5 separate regions of the Mus musculus genome follow, and regions 2, 3, 4 and 5 are each linked to region 1. The links are chromatin contacts, called in public promoter capture Hi-C maps. All regions are on one chromosome and are shown on one strand. The core of a region is the stretch at or near the end of the contact, and the rest is flanking DNA. Distances in the headings are between cores, read along the strand shown. Region 1 holds the start of Ccdc6 (coiled-coil domain containing 6). Region 2 holds the start of Nrbf2 (nuclear receptor binding factor 2). Region 3 holds the start of Zwint (ZW10 interactor). Region 4 holds the start of Ado (2-aminoethanethiol (cysteamine) dioxygenase). Region 5 holds the start of Rtkn2 (rhotekin 2).

Region 1 (2,573 bases), core at 50-2,549:
CTGGATCCAATTTGGTTTAAAGACAAGGTTATGAGCCAGGAAAGCCATGTAGTCATGGCTAAGCGCTTTATAAAACTATAAAACAGTTGACAGCCAGAAAACACTTTTCATCCCGCACCCCTTTATTTTGCATTTTGTTTCCATGAGTTTGTTCTTCCGTCGACTAAACTTGGATAATAAAGCCCGCCTGGTTAGTTTCACTTTCCATTTTTTCCCCCAGAAACGAAAGCTGTTTTGTATCAGGAGGTGAAGTGTTTAGACCCTTCTCACCTGCTAGGCCTGTTTCCTACAAGCAAGCTCTCCTAAGAGGGAGGGGCCTAACAGTATTTGAATTTCTGATTCTTTGAAGCTGGGCTCTCTACAGTAGTAATTACGGTTTTATTTTTTAGCTCCTGGAGTTTTGTAGGAGTTGGAGAGCAGCGGATAATAATGGTTATACAGTTCCCCTCACTTAATCGTGGTTATTTGTTTAGCATTGTGCCTGCAGTTACTTTGGAAAATTGGTACTTGAAGTTTGTTTCAACCCTTCTGAGATTAAAAAAAAAAAAAAATTAAATAAAGCTCCCGTTTCTTTAACTAGACAAATCTTGGTTTCTTAATCCTATCCCCGTGACCGGTGCAGAGTCTTTGCAGGAGGTAAAGAGAAAAAGGTGGGTGGCGCCTGGTTCAAACAACTGGACGCACCGGGGCCTTGTGGCAAGCTAGGCTAACCTGTGGCTGCCGACATGCCACAACACAGACAGACACACAGAGAGGGAGAGAAATAGATACACAGACACACAGACAGACACACAGATACTCTTCTTTTTCGACCCACTGCAGTGCAACTTTCTGTTCCCAGCCCCAAGCGCGGTCTGCACGGGGCACCCTGGGGGAGATCCACGCGCGCCGGCGCCGATCCAAGGTGCCAGGCTCCAGCTGAGCGGGGGTGGGAGGGTGGGGTGGCCCAAGGAGCCCGGCTGCCCCTCCCACGTGTCCCGGCACCTGCGGGGCTGGCGCTGCGTGGGGTCCGCCTTTCTCCGGAAGAGGCGGCGCGGCGCGGCGGTGTATGTGTGTGTGTTGGGGGGCTGGGGCCCGGGGACGCAGGGGACCCTCCGGGGCGGGAGCACGTGCGCGGGGAGGCGGCGGGGGCTCGAGCGTCTGTGTGCAGCTGCTAGGAGAGCGCTGGGGCTGGGGCTTTGCGGGGACGGCCCCGCGGAGCGCGCCAGAGTCCCGGCGCTGCAGTACTGCCCGAGTCCGGGCGGGGTCTCTGTTCCCTGGCGGAGCAGCTCGCGCGGCCGCGGGAAGCGCCCTCTCTTTCTCCGCCGCCGCCGCCGCGCGTCTGCGCCCTGCCGCCCGCCCGCGCCGCGCTCTGAGCTCCCCCGCTCCCCAGCTCCCCCGCCGCCGCCGCGCGCCCGGCCCCGCGCCCACTCGCCGCGCGCCCACTCGCCGCGCGCCCGGCCCTCGGCGCCCGGCTCCCCGCGCCCACTCGCCCAGCCATGGCGGACAGCGCGAGCGAGAGCGACACGGACGCGGCGGGCGGCGGCCCGGCAGCCATGCAGTCGTCCTGCTCGGCGACCTCGGGCGGCAGCGGCGGGGGCGGCGGCGGGAAGTCGGGGGGCATTGTCATCTCGCCGTTCCGCCTGGAGGAGCTCACCAACCGCCTGGCCTCGCTGCAGCAGGAGAACAAGGTGCTCAAGATAGAGCTGGAGACCTACAAACTCAAGTGCAAGGCGCTGCAGGAGGAGAACCGCGACCTGCGCAAAGCCAGCGTGACCATCGTGAGTGCACCCCGCGGACCAGGGGGGACCCCCGAGTGCGCGCCCCCGTGCGGGGTTGCGGGCCTGCGGGCACAGAGAGCGGGCCTTGGGGCCACGAGCGCCCTCCCTCCCTTGAGGTGTTGGAGGTGCCTAGGGAGACTCCCCAACGTCCCCTCGTCGCCTAGGGTGGAGGTCCCTCCGAGCCAGGGCTAGAGGCTGGCGGCGTGGCTGGGGGGGGGGCGGGGTGGGACTTTCTCAACCCTAGGGTGCCTGAAGGCTCCGAATAGAGGGACACCCTCTCCGGAGCCCCCGTGAGTGGACGAAGCTGGGGTCTGTCCAGGGGTTAGTTGGGGAGACGGGGTGTGCCACTGGGCTGGGTCCCCAGTTGGCAGGAGGACGGCGCTTTGCTGGATCGCCGGCGCTGGGGGAGGGAGAGAGTGGCCCGGAATCCGGGAAGTGGAGTTTTCTGGCCAGGATGGAAAGGGAAGGGCGGGCACTGAGGCTACACCAGCACCCCGTTCGGAATCACTGTCCTTTTGGGCCCGGAGGGTGGGCGGGTACAGAGTAGTGGGGAGTGTAACGTCTGGCGCTGGCTGGGACAGGGTTGGAGCTTGAAACCAGGATGGAGGGTGGCCGCTGGGACTGCCTGGCTGAGCAAGGATGTACGTGCGTCTCCTTCATTGGTTCGAGAGTCTTAGGAGTACTTGCCTGTGAGTCTAGGTACTTGACGGGAACACAGGCCATCTGTTCTGTTTCTACCTGGCCCCTCGAGGCTCCCCTGGAAGAGGGTAAGATTAGTCTGAGATCAGCCTCCTGGTGTAGCCGAGTGGAAAG
Region 2 (2,573 bases), core at 30-2,529, 2.8 Mb before region 1:
CTTGGGTAGATTTCTCGGAGCTGCAAACCTGGCGCCAGGGATGGAACCATAGCTTTAGGTGTTCACTCTCCAGCGTTGACGCTCAACACTCCCAAATCTCATTAAGTGACAGGGGCTACGGTCTCACTGGAGCAACTAACTCTTCCAATGTTCCATCCATAACGTACAGTTCTACGTGTCTCTTATCTATTCAGTCCTTTAATCCTCACAACGAACGAGGGTTAAAACAAAAACAAAAAAAAACAATGAAGTGAAAATTTTTGTTCAAGGTCTCTTGAGGCTATTAGGTGACTAAGCCCGAGTTCAAATCCAGGAGTTTGGCTCCAGAAATCCATAGTCTGAAACCACAGACTCTGGCTTCTCTGCACAGCACGGACCAGGCTCTTCCAAGCCGGGAGGGAGGGCAGAGTTCCAAAGGAAGCAATCAATCTTTCCCGGTCCTGCTCTCAATCCCTCCGCATCATCGCAAACCACCTACAGACTTGGGACTTGCAAAGTTTTACTCCGCAACACTAAGGAACCAGACGTCTGCATCTGAATTTCATGAACCTTTTCCCAGGAAACCCGAAGATGTCCTGTGATCACACTTAGAACAGAACTGTGGGAGGTTTGGGGTTTTGTGGGGTTGTTTGGGGCGGTGTGTGTGTGTGTGTTCCTTTTTGCCCCAAACAATAATGACCCGGCCCCCTGTGTGTCTCTCTGTATGTGTTTCTGAGAAAGGCAAACACGTCTGGTACTTTCGTGAGCCTTAAAGCAAAGGCACCGGGCTGCGGGGCGTGGACTGGGGTTCCGATCCAGCTGTTTCAGAGGGGCCTTCGCTAGCCCAGCTGCGAGGGCAGCAGGGAAGAGGGGGTGCGGTGTGCGAGGCGCGGCCCCGACACCCCGACTCTGCCCGCGGCCTGCAGGCGGCGGCTACGTGGCGCTGGGACGCGGTCCCAGCAGGGCAGATGCCACGGGCCCCGAGGGAGAGGCCTGAGCCCCGGGGATCAGGGTCCCCTCCATGAGCTCGCGGCTCCCCCTTCAGTGCCGCTTGACCCCCTCAGCCCGCGTTTCCCCGCAGCCTACCGGTCCCCGACTCAGCCCGCGACCACTCACAAGGTTGAGGGGTCCTTCCATCACTTCCATAAACCCCGGGGTGAGCAGCGGCCCGAGGCGGAGCGGCGGCGCCCGGGCACATGGAGGGGCAGCGAGGGCAGGGAGACGCGGCGGCTGGCAGGAGGCTCCTCGCAGAACCCGGAGCCGGCAGTGAGAGCCCAAGAGCGACAGCCGCGCCACTTCCGCCTCCGACGTCGCGTCGCGGGGGGCCGTCCCGGCGTCGCTGCGCGCGGCGGCGTGACGTCGCCACGCGCCGGCGCGAGGCAGGGGGCGCGGCTGGGGTGAGAGCATGGGGTGGGCGGGGCTAGGGGCGGGGCAGCAGCTAAGTGACAAAAACCGCCCCTCTCCTCGCGAGAGGGAGCTCTGCTAGACTTCGGCGGCGGCTGTCACGTGATGAGCCGGGTCTGGCTAGTTGGTTAATAAGGTCACTCTGCACGCTTGACCTTTCTTCCTTCCCGTAGGCTTTCTCAGGTCCTCTCCTTGTACCTCACCCCTCCTTCTCCGTTTCTGTTCTATCTCCGTTGACTTTTTTTTAAAAAGCAAATTTGAGCCAAGTTAACACCCTGCACTAGATCCGCCTTACAGGAGGTTTCCATATTTTTTGCCTTTTGGCAGAGAGTCTGTGGCCCAGATCTTGTACATGTGGCAGTCTTGTGTCGAGCATATGAGCAGGTGCCACCATACCTCCACTCCACCGAGAGGATTTGACAGAGATAAGTGACCCCAGGGTCACAAACTAATTCTAAAGCAAGAAGGATTATAAGCCACCAAGTATAACCGTTCTTCAACAACTATGTACTAAATCACTGTGCTAAGGTCTTTCTGTTTCCGCACCCACTGGCAAGTAGATATGGTTTATGGAGAAAGGGAGATGGAGAGGAGCTGAGAGAACAACTAACATATTGTGTGAAGGAAACCGGGCTTACCTGGAGGTTTTTTTTTTTTTTTTTTTTTTTTAAAGATTTATTTATTTTTATTATATATAAGTACACTGTAGCTGTCTTTAGACACTCCAGAAGAGGGCGTCAGATCTCATTACGGATGGTTGTGAGCCACCATGTGGTTGCTGGGATTTGAACTTCGGACCTTTGGAAGAGCAGTCGGGTGCTCTTACACACTGAGCCATCTCACCAGCCCCTTACCTGGAGGTTTTACAGTACCAAATTCTGTAATGAAAAAAACTTCAAAGAACCACATGAATGTACCTTTAAGAATTTGTAATATTGGAGGACGTGGAGACGCAGGTTGGGTGTTAAAGGAAACCCACCTGGGGTGTGATTTTTTTTTAAGATTTATTTATTTAATTTATTTTAGTACACAGTCACTGTCTTCAGACAGACCAGAAGAGGGCATCAGATCCCATTAGAGATGGTTGTGAGCCACCATGTGGTTGCTGGGAATTGAACTAAGGACCTCTGGAAGAGCAGTCAGTGCTCTTAACCTCTGAGCCATCTCTCCAGCCCCCTGGGATGTGATTT
Region 3 (2,573 bases), core at 36-2,535, 2.6 Mb after region 1:
TTTTTTCAAGGTTCATTGCTAGATTCCCATACAATAATACCCCATTTTTGGTTATTATAAATTTGTATTCCATTTACAGTAGTTCTTCTCATTCCTTGTGTCATGACAGGTTTGTTCTACTTTTGGCTCTTACAGATTTCGTGTGTTGTGTGCATTTTTGTGTTTATATGTTAATTTCCTTTGTAATTATACTTGGAAAATTATAGATCATCCAGTAATTCTATGTTTAACCCTTTGAGGAAACATTGTTTTCAAAACACACCCAGCAGTAACATGAGAGTTCCTCTTGCCCACATCTGTAGCACATCTTGGTTTCTGTTTACTCCTTCTCTGGAACACAAAGATGTTCTGCTTGTCTGATGTCTTAACATCCATTTCTGTTCTAAACAGTGACTTATTCATCTAATAATGAATTTTCTTTTAGTCATGCCTGGGAATGACTAAGCAAAGATCAGGAATTGTAAGCCGAACCTACTGCTTGGTGATTTTTTTTTTTTTTTTTTTTTTTTTGTAACCTCATCTTCATTATTGCAGTCTAGTTGGTCTCACATTTAAGGGATTGTTAAGGCCTCATTCCTTTAATCTGTTAGATGGTGCCACAGCAGTGCTCAACGTAGGTAGGGTTATTTATTGCCAGTCGCAAGGCGACACTTCTCAGTGGTGTATCTGCTCACCATTGAGTAGGCATTCTTCAATACCAATCTGTGAAAATGGTATCTAATATCGACTCTGCTTTAATCTCCAAAGCATCTTTAAAATTCCCTTCAGGAAATTTCCTCAGATACAGCTCAGGATTCAGCAGAGTATTTCAGAAAGCTGCTGGCTCTGGGTTCTCTAGGTGCAGCCTTCTTTCTCTCCCTCCTGCACTCTGGCGACCAACGCCCACCCTCAGTTTCAGCTGGGACTTGTCCACACAAGAGACCCAACTGGGATCTCTGATTAAGGTCTTTAAAAGCACAATGTTTTGAACTCATATAGTATTTACTTATAAGATCAGTATTCTTCAGCGTCGTGGAGGAGAGGCCCACCTCCTTTCTTCCGCAGCAGTACATTTAATAGGAAAGCGTGACTACTGGAACAGATAATAGCCTTTTTCCGGTGTCTGCACCCACCAAATTTTGCTTTCTCACTGTCTGGCCTTCAGCTATCAGTGCTTCCTACTGCGCAGGCTCAGAACCTCCAGCCAGCCCCCAGAACCGAAAAACCGCCTACGCTTGCGTACGGGGGCGGGACCGGAATCGACTCCGGCCAATGAAAAGAGGTGACGTCATTTAAAGTCCTGCCCACTTACCCAGAAACCAATCTCGACCTAGGCGGGCAGTCCAGGAGAATCCAAAGGCGTGGTGAGCGACAGAACGATGGCGGACGCGGAGAAAAACGCTGTTGCGGAGAAAAACAACGCTGTTGCGACGAAAGAGTGAGTGTGGAAGGCGAGGGCCTGGGGCGGCGGCTCGGGCAGTGGCGGCGGAGGGACAGTGGCGCCCTAGTTCAGGAGTGCGACTTCTGAGGGATCTTGTCACCCTAGCTGAGGAGTGCGGGCCCTAAGAGACGATGTCACCTGGATTCTGGAGTGTAGGCCCCGAGGAGCAGTTTCAATTAGAAAAGATAATGCAGCCCGAAAAGACTGTCATCCTACTCCATGAGTGTGGCCTTTGAGGGTTGATGTCGCCTCAATTCAGGAGTGCAGAATTTGACTGTGTGACAACGTCTCTTTTTTGGAATGATGCCTATTAGGGTCTTTGTGGCATTCTGCTGCAGGGGTATGACTAAGCAGGGACTTCTTTCTGTATGCGGAGTGATACATCTGGATGGCTGACGTAGGTCACCTTATGTCGGATGCTGCCTTTGAGGGACATTACCTCACCCACCCTGAGCCCTGTGGCGTAGTATTCTAAAAAAGCCAGCTCCATTACAGATGTCGTAACCAACCCTTTACCATTCTAGGACCTTCTGTCACAACCTTCTTCTTTAGTATTTTTTTATCTGTATCTCTGTCCTCTAGTGGATTGTTCCAGCCAATCTGGAAAGGCTGGGTGGGTTACACATCATACGTTCTGAGATCAGCCATTACTAGCATGTCTTCCAAGGCTTGCCTGAACTTTGGCTTTTCTCTGTTTCTGTATATATGCCCCTGCTGCTTTCAGACGGATTCATCGAGTTTTTACCCATTGTGACCCCCCCTATTTAAACATGTAGTCATGTCTGCACAGTCCCTATCCTCCAGTATTTCAGGTGATTTCCTCATGGCGCTTAGTTGCTACTGTATGTTGTCCAGGTACATGGTGTTTCTGATCTCAGCCTAAAGTCCCTTAAGACCCTTGGGTAGCCTCTGAGCATTGGCACCCTCCTGACATAGATGCCACTGCATATGTTCCTTCGAGCTCGTGTGGTACCATAGCACAATCTCACTCATGCCTTACAGGGTTCTGGCTGAGGCAGCAGCCATTCTAGAACCTGTAGGCTTGCAGGAAGAAGCAGAGCTGCCTGCCAAGATCATGGAGGAGTTTATGAGGGTATGTATGTGCAAAGTGGGACCCAGCGTTTCAGAAGACAGGGGGCGGGGCTGGTCCTGG
Region 4 (2,573 bases), core at 45-2,544, 2.5 Mb before region 1:
AGAATGAGAAACAAAAATGGTTTCATTATGGCTTTAGGATGGAAGCGCTTTAGGGTCCCTGCCCGGTTCCCTTAAATCAAAGCCTTGGTGGCACTGAGGATACCAGGAATCAACCTAGCCTTCCGCCCACCCGCCCCCATAACCGTGCCCGGTGGTGGCTGTACTCCAGTGGGCCGTGTTCCCCAAGGTTCCTCAAGATGTGGCGCTGGTCACTCCAGTAAATCCATCGTCCAGGCGAGGGGGCGGAGAGAAGAGCCCTTATGGAAGATAGAGGGCAGCCAGGCCTTTCTTGAGCAGGGCAGGGTACATCTTTGGCCCACAGTTCCCCGGGCGGCAGGAGCTTCAAGGTAGGACCTTGGGGCCTGGATAGGGCTCTCCCTCGCACCAGAAGTCGTCGGCCTGTGGTGTCTCCAGGAGCCACACTTCTCGGGGAAGGTCGCAGGCAGAGCCGGAAGCCTCCTTGGGTCTGATGGGCTCCACTACACGGTAATAGTGGCAGTCCCGGCCGTCCTCCGGGTCGTAGGGTGGGGCCAGGATGTCCAGGAAGGCAGCTGGCCCGTCCACGGCATCAATCTGGTGCAGGTTGTCCCGGTGTGGAGTGAGCACGCAGGGCCCACTGGCCTCGGTGTACTCGGCCCGGGAACGCAGCACGCCCGGTCGCACGGCCTCCCGCTCCAAGGGCTGCAGCGGGGGCTCGAACTGCTGCTCTGGCGGCGGCCGCCGATGCCCGGCCCCCGTGTCCAGCTTGTCCATGCAGCTGATGCGGACCGTGCCGTACAGCACCTTGAGCATACCGTGCATGCCCGGGTGGTCGTGCAGCGGGATGCACGTGCCGCTCTTGAGCAGGAACACGCCCAGGCTGAAGCCCTCCGTCTCGTAGATGTGCATGTAGGTGACCGGCGGGAGGTTGCGGGGCAGCGGCTGCGGCAGCGCCTTGCGCGGCGCGATGTTGAGGTCCTCGGCGCGCACCTGGGTCAGCAGGCTCTTGAGCAGGCTCAGGTTCTCCGGGAAGCCCGGCGCCGGCCCTTCGGAGCCCGTCGAGCTGCCGCGGAAGGTGAGACACGCCTGGCGAGCGATGCGCTGGATCAGGGAGGCCATGTTGTCGCGGGGCATGCTTGGCGCTTCCTGCGCGGCTCGCGGCCGGCCCGTTCCGCCTCTGCGCCGCCCCTTGCGGTCTCCGGCGGCCGCCACGGCTACCCGCGCGGACCCCCGCGCCAGGCGGGAGACCTCCCCGCAACAACCGGCCAGCGGGGCGCGCGGGGCCGCCTTGCACGGTCGCCCGCTTAGCGCGCCAATGGTCGGGCGCTTGCCCGCGCGCGAAGGCGAGTGCGCACGCGCACGGCCGCTACCCGCACTCACGCTCCGGGGCCCAGACAGGCGCTGGCGCGGGCCGTGCCAGGCGCTGCCTCACGCGCGGAGCTCCATTCACGCGGCCCACACCAACGACTACAGCCGGGCGCGGCGGGAGCGCCGCAAGGCACGCTGGGATGTGTAGTCCGAGCCTGCGCTTGCGCGGGGCACGAACGCGTCCTGCGGAGCAGGGGAAACCAGGATTTTTTTAAGAACTTGGCAGAAAGCGAGCAGCGCGTTCGTTTTGCAGAGCCTCAGGGTGTTTACTTGTTTGATAAAACTGAACTATTATTGCAAGAGATATAGCCAGTTAACTACAACTCCCGCCATCCCCGCAGTCGGGGTGACATACTTCCGGCAGCTGGTGGAGGCTTCTCGCCGCTGGGAAAAAAACGGCACAAGAGGGTCGTTAACCTTCTTGTGCCGCTAGGGCCTGCTGGGTCACTCGGGGTCACCTTTGACCCTTGCTCCCTAGGAATGAGGTTTCGGGGTCAACCTTAGCTGCTCGTAGGCCACACTGTGTGCGCCGTGGAGATCTGTGGATGGCGCTTGTCTATTTTTCTGTTTCTTAGGAGGTGAATGGGGTCGGGCGGGTAACCAAAGCGGTCACCCAGCACAGCTGTGCGCAGCTGTTGTTTGCCTCTGGGCCTGATGACGCTGCTCCTTGACTCACTGATAGCGGGAAGCTTTGAGAGGCCATTTGCTACAGCCAAGGGTTCTGTATACTAGTGGTTATCCATCCGTAGGGCGCCCGAGAAACACCAGTTGAGGGGCAAGGGGCGTTTTGTCAGAATAGATTATCGCTGTCATGAGTCTCTAGAGCAATGCAACTATCGGGCTGGTTTATGAAGTTAGGTCACCGCAGAGTGATTATTCTCTGGACTTTTTGCAGACGTAGGTGGTGGCTGGCAAAGGAAGATAGTAGATATTATGAATTTAAATCTTACCCTTGAATTTAAGGTCTTCTTGGACTTTCAGAATTAAACATGGGTTTATAACTGCAGTGGCCCAGGAAATCCTTTTCAGTTAAGAAGGCAGGCTTTTAGTGTGTATGTGTGTGTGGGTTTTGCATCCTAGCCAGTAAGTGTGGTATTCCAGGTACCTTGTTAAATACATTAAATAATGAGTTTTATCTTAGTAATACCCTCACAGAAACTTTTAAGACGTAGGCACTGACTGTATTATTCCCCGCCTGTACACGAGAGATTAATTTGCAGGTGCGC
Region 5 (2,573 bases), core at 33-2,532, 2.1 Mb before region 1:
CTTCTAGAATCACCTAGTCCAGAGCCTCTCAACCAGGCACTTATCCATTTGAGAGGAAGGAATATATACATATACATATATATATACACACACACACACATATATGTATGTATACACACATATATAAACATACATGTATATATCATATATATTTATATGCATATAAACATATGTATATATTTATACGTATATGCATATATATTTATACATATATGCGTATATATACATACACACAAATTTTCCCTCCCCCCCTCTGTATTCAGTGTAGGGGGGCGGTATGCCCATGTCCTGGCGCATATGTAGATATTACTTTTGGGAGCTGGTTCTCTCCTTCCACCACTTGGATCCTGGGGATTGGAACTTAGGCGGGGAGGTTTGGCATTAGGTGGGCACCATTCCTTGCTGAGCCATCTCACTGGCACACTCAGTTTCTTTTTAAGAAGTCCATCTTTCAACTGACTGCTTTAACAAGGAGGTCTGTAAGTAAGATGACCATATCATTGAAAGTCCACTTTGGAACAAGTGAGATGTCCCCAAAATAAACAGGGTCATTCTGTTTATAAAAGGAGCCTTGCCCAGGCCTTTAATGAGGGTGGTGTAGGAGAGTTGATTTGGTAGAGTCTTCCCTCAGGAGGAAAATGTCCAAAGCCCTACACATTTCCGGTACAAGATATGTCAAGGGGTAATTTTAAACACTTTACAAGGGTGTGTACATCCTCTAATTAAAAGTCTAAGCTGGATAGTTCAGTGGTGGACCAGTTGCTCACTGTGCTTAAGGCCTCGAGTTCAGCATTTCAGCATCTCCCCTTCCTCTTTCTTAATAAAAGCCTGTGCTAATAACGACCAGGCTTCTGGATAGTGTTGTCTGCTGTCACTTTAGAAGCGAACAAACCCGGGGACAGAAGTACTCGCAAAATGTGTCTGTCTGCCCAGCCTTCAAGAGCATGATCTTTGAGTGCAGCCATGTTTGAGAGACAGATAATGGATCCTTATATCCCTGATTGGTCTGTCGGGTCCGGTCAGTTCATGCCTTTAAACAACTTCGGGCGGGATGCAAGAAGAAGGCGCACTTTAAACCTGACAAGAAAACCACCTGCCAAAGATTTCTATGGCGAGCCTTCTCTAAGGCTCCACCCCGCCCACCAGTTGAGGCCCCGCCCACTAGCCGACAAAACCCAGGCGGGTTCAGGCCCCGCCTGCCACAGACCCCACCCACCCGGACTTGCTCTTCGTATTTAGGCCCCGCCTACCACACAACAGGCCCCGCCCACTCCCCGCCCTCGCTTAAGCCCTGCGGTAGCAGAGGGTCTGTTCAGAGTCTCGGGTCTCCGTGCTGTTTTAAAGACAGAGAGGCTCCTAGTACGCTTGCGCGGCGTCGTGGGCCGGGTTCCCCTGCAGACCAGACTTGGTACGGCCGAGCGGTTGGTGCAATCTGCAGCTGCAGCCCTGGGGCGCGCTTTTCAAATCGGCCGTGCCTTGCACCGAGATGGAGGGGCAGCTGCTGAGGGGTCTCGCCGCGCAGCAGGTGAGCGAGGCAGGGGACTGGAGAGCTGCAGCCTGGGCCGAGACCGAGAGCCGGGCGAGCTCCGCGGCTTGCACGCCTGAAGGGTGCACCGAAGGAGGAGAGCGAGGCCGGGGGCAACAGGAGGACGCCGGGGCCCATCCCACCTGCCGGTCTTCCAAGGCTTGCAGGGGAGGTGATGCTCCGGGAGTCGGTGCTCGAGTTGCTCCCCGGCCCGCGCAGCTGGGCGTGTAATGCAAGGTGCTGCTTGTAGCCGTGTGAGCCAGCATCAAACTGTGGGGCGCCGCGGGGTGAACGCTCAAATGGCATGTTCTTAGCTTTCCAGGAAGGTGTAAGTTTAAACATGGATACATGCACAAATACTAGGAAAAAAGGAGGACGAATCCAGTGTTTGTTTGTTTTTTAGCTATCTAAAATATGTTCAAAATCTTTTACACTTAGTGTAGTCGAGAATATTTCTTGGGAACCCCAGTCAAGTGTTAAAAGTATTCTTCCTGTTCATTATTTTAGTATTTTAATGAAAAGAAACCCCTTATATCCTTGTAGCGACATCTTCATTTTAATTTTAATTTTCACCTCTTACCGGCTCCTGAAGTATAGTAGTTCGAACCATATACTCTTGCCAGATTTGTGGGTCGAGGCGAATACTGCAGGATCATAGAATTTCTTTAGTAGATGCAGTATTGTTAGGAAGTCCTCTGTAATTCTCTGGAATGTTGAGCCAGGCTTTGTTTGAGTTATTGTGCAAACCATATTAGTAGTCACAAGACGTGTTTGCTACAAACATACACAAAACTTTCAACTTTCTTGTGAAATATTTCTTATTTTTGTTATGTATTCTAGGTATCCTATTTGCCTTTGTCAAAGGGTAGCCTTGAACTCCTAAAACTCCTCTTGCCTCCACTTTCCTACTATGGACTTTATAGGGCTGCCACACCGAGCCTGACTTAAGATGGAGTGGAGCTGGGTTCTAACCCAGTGCCTTGTGCATTCTAGACAAGCCCTCAATCAGCAGAGCCACACCCCACGCCTATGTTGATGGTTAACACAG

The links. Promoter capture Hi-C pulls out the DNA fragments that hold promoters and counts their contacts.
Region 2: a promoter capture Hi-C map of pre-B cells shows a contact between it and region 1. The contact joins the promoter of Nrbf2 here to the promoter of Ccdc6 in region 1. A contact is called at or near these places in 2 of 39 promoter capture datasets (liver and pre-B cells).
Region 3: a promoter capture Hi-C map of pre-B cells shows a contact between it and region 1, with 7 times the contacts expected there. The contact joins the promoter of Zwint here to the promoter of Ccdc6 in region 1. A contact is called at or near these places in 4 of 39 promoter capture datasets (the C10 cell line, liver and pre-B cells) and 1 of 484 Hi-C or Micro-C datasets (pre-B cells).
Region 4: a contact with region 1 is called in a promoter capture Hi-C map of pre-B cells, with 5 times the contacts expected there. The contact joins the promoter of Ado here to the promoter of Ccdc6 in region 1. A contact is called at or near these places in 3 of 39 promoter capture datasets (liver and pre-B cells), 1 of 484 Hi-C or Micro-C datasets (the G1E-ER4 cell line) and 1 of 115 datasets of contacts at active chromatin or transcription factors (pro-B cells).
Region 5: a promoter capture Hi-C map of pre-B cells shows a contact between it and region 1, with 4 times the contacts expected there. The contact joins the promoter of Rtkn2 here to the promoter of Ccdc6 in region 1. A contact is called at or near these places in 2 of 39 promoter capture datasets (liver and pre-B cells) and 1 of 484 Hi-C or Micro-C datasets (B cells).

The regions. Positions count from the first base shown.
Region 1 is chr10:70,095,822-70,098,394 of GRCm38.p6, forward strand. Ccdc6 (coiled-coil domain containing 6) reads left to right here and starts at 1,300. Exons shown (of 9, transcript NM_001111121.1): 1 at 1,300-1,760. The coding sequence starts at 1,479. The region is part of intron 2 of Gm51771 (a long non-coding RNA gene); the gene reads right to left.
Region 2 is chr10:67,284,002-67,286,574 of GRCm38.p6, forward strand. Nrbf2 (nuclear receptor binding factor 2) reads right to left here and starts at 1,280. Exons shown (of 4, transcript NM_001036293.2): 1 at 1,096-1,280. The coding sequence starts at 1,125. Gm46200 (a long non-coding RNA gene) reads left to right here and starts at 1,432. Exons shown (of 3, transcript XR_001779690.1): 1 at 1,432-1,519.
Region 3 is chr10:72,653,561-72,656,133 of GRCm38.p6, forward strand. Zwint (ZW10 interactor) reads left to right here and starts at 1,286. Exons shown (of 8, transcript NM_001293683.1): 1 at 1,286-1,417; 2 at 2,423-2,513. The coding sequence starts at 1,359.
Region 4 is chr10:67,547,661-67,550,233 of GRCm38.p6, forward strand. It overlaps Ado (2-aminoethanethiol (cysteamine) dioxygenase), which reads right to left and starts at 1,295. Exons shown (of 1, transcript NM_001005419.2): 1 at 1-1,295. The coding sequence starts at 1,113. The coding sequence ends at 343.
Region 5 is chr10:67,978,288-67,980,860 of GRCm38.p6, forward strand. It overlaps Rtkn2 (rhotekin 2), which reads left to right and starts at 1,283. Exons shown (of 12, transcript NM_001359319.1): 1 at 1,283-1,525. The coding sequence starts at 1,487.